2 separate regions of the Mus musculus genome follow, and region 2 is linked to region 1. Evidence: chromatin contacts called from public HiChIP or PLAC-seq data. All regions are on one chromosome and are shown on one strand. The core of a region is the stretch at or near the end of the contact, and the rest is flanking DNA. Distances in the headings are between cores, read along the strand shown.

The links. HiChIP or PLAC-seq counts read pairs in DNA pulled down with a chosen protein or histone mark.
Region 2: a contact with region 1 is called in an H3K27ac HiChIP or PLAC-seq map of microglia, with 7 times the contacts expected there. The contact joins the promoter of Apbb2 here to the promoter of Rpl9 in region 1. A contact is called at or near these places in 2 of 115 datasets of contacts at active chromatin or transcription factors (microglia and pancreatic cancer cells).

Annotation. Positions count from the first base shown.
Region 1 is chr5:65,389,491-65,393,116 of GRCm38.p6, reverse strand. Rpl9 (ribosomal protein L9) reads left to right here and starts at 1,686. Exons shown (of 8, transcript NM_011292.2): 1 at 1,686-1,741; 2 at 2,125-2,171; 3 at 2,263-2,378; 4 at 2,634-2,729; 5 at 3,507-3,626. The coding sequence starts at 2,126. Lias (lipoic acid synthetase) reads right to left here and starts at 1,620. Exons shown (of 11, transcript NM_024471.5): 1 at 1,444-1,620; 2 at 728-897. The coding sequence starts at 1,488.
Region 2 is chr5:66,616,756-66,620,381 of GRCm38.p6, reverse strand. Apbb2 (amyloid beta (A4) precursor protein-binding, family B, member 2) reads left to right here and starts at 1,565. Exons shown (of 17, transcript NM_001201413.1): 1 at 1,565-1,814.

The sequences.
Region 1 (3,626 bases), core at 437-2,936:
GGGAGGCAGAGGCAGGCGGATCTCAGTTCTGAGTTTGAGGCCAGTCTGGCCTACATAGAGAGTTCCAGGTTAGCCAAGAACAAATAGTGAGTCCCCATCTCAAACAAACAAACAAAAGAGTAAGTTAGATGATCAATACCCATTAACAATTAAAACTATATGAAGGCATAAATCAATAAAGTAAGCCAGGTGGTGGTTGTGCACACTTTTAATTGCAGCACTCAGGAGGAAGAGGAAAATGGATCTCTGAGTTTGAGGCCAGCTTGGTCTACAGAGAGAAGTCTAGGGCAGTTAGGGCTACATAGGGAAACCATCTCCAAAAACCCAAATAAATAAAATAACTATCAAGAGAAAAACCTATACTTTCTCAATTAGATGCTAGATATAAAATGGGATATGGCAGCATAAAATGGTCATTTTGGAAAGGATGAAGAAATGGCCAAAGGGTACAGAAAAACCTACAAGGCTTGATTAAAAAAGAAAAAAAAAAAAAAAAAAAAAAAAAAAAAAGCACAATGCCAGGCAGTGCATCTTTAATCCCAGCACTTGGGAGGCAGAGGCAGGTGGATTTCTGAGTTCGAGGCCAGCCTGGTCTACAGAGTGAGTTCCAGGACAGCCAGGGCTACACAGAGAAACCCTGTCTCAAAAAATCAAAACCAAAACAAACAAACAAACAAACAAAACCAAACAATGCACAAAGTCAAAGTGGAATCTAATGTTCAATTACCTTTCTCCTTTCTGGCGCTTTAAGTTTCCTTTATATTCATCCCATGTACTCTTGTCTGCAAGATCACCAGATACAAAATCTTGAAGGTCTGGTCCATTATGCAAAAATTCCTTTTTCTTATCTGGCAAAGAACTTAATGCTCTAACCGTGAACGCATATCTTCCAAATATCTACAAAAAGGGTTCAGTACAACATTCACTCAGTAGACTCTGAAATAATTTAGTTTTAACCCATTATAATACCAAAGCTAAAGAAATTGATTCAGAAATTATGTAAAACGATTTAAGAGCTCAAACTACGTAGATCAGAACCTGAAAAAGACTCAAGGTGAAAGAACCGTAAGTCACGGCGGCTCAAACACGTAATGCAGCTCTCAGAGGAGGCAGAGTGAGGAGTCGTCTTTGGTCTAAGAATTTAGTTTCAGGCCAGCCTAGATTACAGAGACCCTGATGCACGCTCAGCCATGACAAATGGGGGAAAAAAGTGGGACGCAGATCAAAGTTAACCGCTAAATATAGGTTAGAAAACCTTAGTGGGTGACTTAACATGCCACGTTTTCATGTCTTCTATTCCTAAAACAGGTACTAAAATATGTTGTCAACAAGTTTGCAATAATTAAGATATGCCACAGCTGTCGGGGCTTTTAAAAAAAGGATATCTGGAACAATTTCCCTAGTTTTGAACTTAGGATAAGCAATGGCGTTCCCGCCGCTCACCCGGGACCCCAGGCTGCGAGCTGTATCCCAGCAGCGTAGAGCCATCCCCCTCTTTTAGGTCTCAGGAGTGTCAAGGGATCGAGGGAACAGCACCCCCGGCACCGGACGCGTCCAACAACTCGTCGCTTGAGTCATGACGCGATACGTCGTCGCCGACCGGCGCGACTCGACTAGCTCGGCAATCGAGTAGTTCCGCCTTAAAGCCGTCGCTCGGGTCGTGACGCGACACGCAGGGCCCTGACGGATTACAAGAACGTGATGACGAAAGACGTTCTCTCTTTGCCCCATCTACTGCGAGGTGAGGAGCTTAGGGACCGGGTGCCCCGGGAATCTGAACCCATCCTCTGTTTGGGGACCCCGGCGGCATGGAGCCGATGCCCCAAGGCTTTGTCCCGACTGTCCCCCAGCACGACGTGCGTCCTTGGGACTTGGTGGCGCGAGCTGGAAGTGGCGTTCGGGCTTTCAGGCCCATCTCGGTCGTAGCCCTTCCGCCATGGCGCACCGAGCCGGGCTTCCTTACTCTTCTCCGGGGCCCCCGGTCCAGTCCTTGTCCCGGACACACCTGGGTCCTTGTTGCCGGCTTTCGTAGCTGGCGATTCCCGTTGGGAGCGGAACGCTGCCGGGTCTCGGGTGTAGAGCGTCCCCCGCCCCAGCCGTCTCACCCGGGTGTCTGTGTTTCAGGATGAAGACCATTCTCAGCAATCAGACTGTGGACATTCCAGAGAATGGTGAGTAGATGGCTCCCCGCCGGCCGCTGACGGCTTTCCTGCATGCTCTAAACCCCGGCCTATGGTCTCACCAGTTCACTTTCTCGTTTAGTCGAAATCACTCTGAAGGGGCGCACAGTCATTGTGAAGGGCCCCAGGGGGACTCTGCGGAGGGACTTCAATCACATCAACGTGGAGCTGAGTCTTCTTGGGAAGAAGAAGAAAAGGGTAAGAACTTGTGTCTTCCGATGCTTCGGGTGCTTGCTTGTAACAAAACCCGGTAACCGATGTTAATCCCCCACCCCATGCGTGGCCGAGTGGGTTACTCGGACTCAGTTCTTTTATGAGTGAACTTGGGTGTGTGTGTGTCGTCCCTCTGGTGTCCTGTGCGTGTGACATACGGTGCATTTGTACATGGCTTTGCGTGCTAGTACTCGCCAGCTAAAAGTGCTGTGTTTTAATTCTAAAGTTGTTGTGTTTCAGCTCCGGGTTGACAAATGGTGGGGTAACAGAAAGGAACTGGCCACCGTCAGGACCATCTGCAGTCATGTTCAGAACATGATCAAGGGTGTCACGCTGGTAAGTCAGCCCTCCACTCTGCCCTTTAACCCTTTGGAAGAGGTTCCTTGGGTGTGTATAAATGTCTAGGGCCAGGATGGACTGTACTTCTACAAAGGAGGCACTTTCAGATATTGGGGGTGGGTTAGCACAGATCAGACCCAGGAATTTGCTGGGCAGGCTCCTTTACTTCTGTTTCAGGGGTTTTGTTTGTTGGTAGATACATATAGTGGAGATTGCTGGCTGGTATGTTTGGGACTCAATGGATAGAAAAGACAGCCAGAGTTATACTCTGTCTCAAAAAAACAAACAAAAAGATCTGACTTGTGCATCTCTGAAGTTACTGTTCTAGATCCTTTCTCCCAAAACAGTTAATGCTGAAGAGGTGTTGTTTTATAAACACAAGCTGTACTTTGTATACCTATTGGATCGTGTTACCCTGTTGCTCCTGGGGAGGACTGGGCCTTTTGTTTAGTCTGGAGTCACTTATTATCTGGTGGTGTCTGTAGTAACTCCACAGATGCCTAATGCCAAAAATGAGGATCTTATGCCCTCAAAGGATGAGATAGTAAAAGAAAGCTTCCTCCTGGAGCTTTGGGAAGATGTTGCAACTTGCATATGGTGGGTAGAGTGCGTGTGTTAAATTTCCACGACATGACAAAAGCACCTTAGGGCATTTAGAGCTGACTCTAAATTCAGCCTGGGGAAACTGAAGAAGAGGAATCTCAAAATCTAGGCCAGCTGAACCGAAAACTTTGAGTTTGTTCAGGATGGCTCACAGTTGCTTGTTTGATGCAGGGCTTCCGATACAAGATGCGGTCTGTGTACGCTCACTTCCCCATCAACGTCGTCATCCAGGAGAATGGCTCTTTGGTTGAAATCCGAAATTTCTTGGGTGAAAAATACATCCGCAGGGTT
Region 2 (3,626 bases), core at 316-2,815, 1.2 Mb before region 1:
CCCCGCCCCGCCGCCGCGGCTGACTCCAGCGCGGGTTTTCCTGCGCGTCCGAGTAGACCGCCTGGAGGGGGCAGGCGCGGTTCGACCCGGGAGCCCGGGAGAATCGGGTGGTAGGGTAGGCTCTGGACGTTGGCGGGCTGGGAGATCAAGGTGCAAGTTGGTGTGGTAGCCTGCTGAGATCGCCGCGATGAAGGATTCGCAGGGTGGGCTTGGGTTCATTTCCTCCTCTGTCTGGGCTTGAAGGACACAGTAGCCTGTGTCTCAAGGCCCTCTACAGTTTGCTTTTCCCAAGTTGGCATTTGAACCCTGGTTTTTGACTCTTCATGGTTCGCAGGATTCGTTGGGCCAGTCTTGGGATGCAGAGGTTCAGTTCCAAGAGTGAACCTGCATAGATTTATGGAGATTTTTCTGTAGCAGTACTATTGGCCTTCCGCGGAGTCTGAGGGAAATATTGATTATAGAAGAGGCTATAGATTACAAGAGACCACCAACACACGGCGTTCTCTCCATTCCTGATAACCCAACACTTTTACATGTCAACACCTTGTGTATGGAGATGGCAGAAATGGCATTTCATAGAAACTATTCAATGGACGTCAGTTACTGCTGGGCTGTAAACATGAAGGCAGGGGCTGCGATTTGCTTACAGGTCTTAGTAAGGGGATCTTGTGGAACCTCAATAAACTCATGCTGTGTGAAGAAAAAAAGGAATAATGCCCATCTTCACTGTAGGGAGGATGAGTCTGAGTTTATTATCTGATTGAGGAGTGCGTTGTCAAAGAGCCATTACTTAGTAGTTATAATTATTTTCAGAATTACCTTTCTAGAGGAGATGGTAGGTAGCATGGTCTGTGTATAGCAGAGTCCCCATGACTAGTCCTCGGATGGCAACCGCATCAGTACCTGGGATTTGATACTTACAGGCGCTTGTGCAGCACGGCACAACGACTCATCCAACCCCTGGAAACGCGCCTAGCATGCTGCTTCAGCAACCTTCCCAGATGAGTCTGACTTAGGCATCAGTTTAACACCCCTTGGCTTGATGGAGAAACAAATCAAGGACTTCCAGGTGCCTGCAGTAAATCCACTTAATGCCTAACGAACAGGTAGCAAGTAGATAATGCTTTTCCTTGTTCGCAGGCATATTTCTTGCATGGCGTTATCTCGCTGTGATTTTCCAGGGCAGGAATGTTCCTGTGTGGCATATGTCTAGCCATGGGGGATGAAGGAGGCAGAAGGCAGGAGAAAGTTTCACCTTTTAACATTCAGTTAGCCTGGAAGGCTGTGGACAGCTCTCATCTTGGGGTATTTTTCCATTCTACAGGAACGCAGACGCGTGAGAGAAGAGTTTCCCAAACTGCCTTTTGGTGCAGACAGACGCTAGGCCACCTGGAGGGGATACCCGGGCTGCCCCGCAACCCCCAGCCTCTGGGTGTCACCCTGGCGCCCCTTGCCTCCCTGCTGTGCCGCAGCTCGGCCGCCTCCACCTGCAGGGGTCGCCCTGGGAGCGCGGCCCGCCCCCTTCCGCCGCGGCCTCCGCCCCCGGCCCCGCCTTGCTGGGTTCGCCCGGCTCCGCCAGGCCCCTCCAAGCCTTTCCTCGCGCAGCCGCCGCCAAAGCCTGGAGAAGTGGAATCTCGCTGCCGCTGCTCCCTGCGCGGGCCTCGCGGAGCCGCACTGGGCATGCTCAGTCGCCGGAGCCAGTGCTGCTCTAAGTAGGAAGCTCGCGTGCTGCAGCCCGCAGCTGATCCGGGTGCTCAGCGGACTGCGAGACCTGGGAGCCGGGTCCGGAGCCGATCGAACGCCGCGCAGCGCTGGTGAGCCCCGCTTCCTTCCATGCCTTCAGCCCGGGGATCCGAGGGATGGCCCGGAGTGCGCCGGGGGTGCCGGGCAGCCGGCGAGCTTGGCTGCTTGTGCCCTCGCGGCTGCTGCTCGGTTTCTGGCGGTCACCGCCGGTCGCCCAGCCGCAGCCCCAGCTGCAGCAGCTGCCGTCGCATCTGCAGCAGGCGTCCGCTGCGGAGTCCCGCTCGCCCCGCGCCCGCGCTGCAGGGCCGGCGCTCTGGCTGCGGGCTCGCTCCGTCACTCCCATTACTCCCTCACTCCCACCCAGAGCTGGGGTTCGGCAGGGCCGGGCGAGGACACCGGGTCGCAGGGCTGTGCCCGGGCGGAGACTGCGGAGGGCAAAGTGCGGGTGGGCGCGGGCGACCGGTAGCGCACGCCCCCTTGCCCTGGGGCCGGCCTGCCTGCCGGGCGGCGCGCTCTTGCGGGAGACTCAGAGACCTGGCCAGCGTCTCCCGGGGTGCAGAGAACCCAGCTCTGCAGAAAGGAGGAGAGGGCAAAGTTCCTGTCCCCTCTGCAACGCCGAGAGCGTTTTTAACTAGAAAATGGCTGTGTGCCGAGGGCCGGATCAGGGAAGCCGGTCATCGGGGTCCCGAACGCCCCACTGCTGCTCCCTGGGAGGAATGGTGGCTCAGACGCCAGAAATGACATTTGTGCGACGAAAACTAGCTGGGCGGAGGGAGGATGCGGGAGTCCCGTAGAAACAATGATAGGTAGTCTCTCCATTGATGGAGAGGTCTGAAAACAGGAGGTCAGGCCCCAAAGGCCAAGGGAGTGTGGGGCATAAAGAAAAAAAAAAGCTGGAGAAATCAGATGAAGAATTGGGACCGTTTTGTAGCAAGATTCTGCACAGCCACGACTGTTCTGATCGCTTGGGGATGGACTGAGTGATTTGAGAGGGCTCACATGAAGAGAGAATTAGGTCAGTGTCTGAAGCCCAGAGGGCTCTTAGAGGGAGCAGTTTTAAAAAGTCTTGTCCCTGACTTTGCTTTGTGCTCAGTGTCTTAAATGAAAGTCATAAAACGATAACAACAATATCATTTTGATATCAAGAAATAAACTTTGTGAGGCTGGCCCTTTTTGTTATTTGTTTCTTCATTTTACCGATTTCAGAATAAATTATGACAGCTGGTCTGTTGTTTTAGGATTTGGTACCTTAAATCTAAATTTTCTTTCTTGTTATGATACTACAGATCCTTCCCTGAAATGGCCATGGTAGTAGTACCTGAATTCTTATGGCTGACCTTGCGGAGACAGGACTCTGGGAGGGGGCATTTCTTTATGAAGTTAGGCTTTGTCTTGTTTCAGGGTTTCTCCGAATTTGGAGAGTCTTAACAGAATCTTAGAAATGGCATCTGTTTGGGAAGATAGTATTTGTCCTGAGGATGGGCACCCCCCCACCCCCAAGGCAGGCAGAAATGTGGTGGGAACAAGGGTGGCTGGGGTGGGGAGTGGTCCCATCTGTGGAGTGTGGGGGTGGGGTAGGGGATGTCGCAGATGCAAGAGGTCTGCCACTGTCCTTTTGAACTTGTTATGTTAGGTTTGTAGATACCTTCGGAAAGTTCCCAGAAACAGAAAGCCATGTGCCAGGCTTTGAGAAAGGACTCAGGTTGGGACCCTAAGGACTCAGGTTGGGACCCTATTCTGGTTCAAGTGTGGTTGCTGTCCTCTGACACTGTTACTTCTTCCCCAAATGGATACTTTAAACTATTCACCTTTAAGGAGCTGGGTAGAATCCTGCAGTCTGAACCTTTGTAAAGAGGTAGTTGAAAGCTGGAAGAGCTATAATG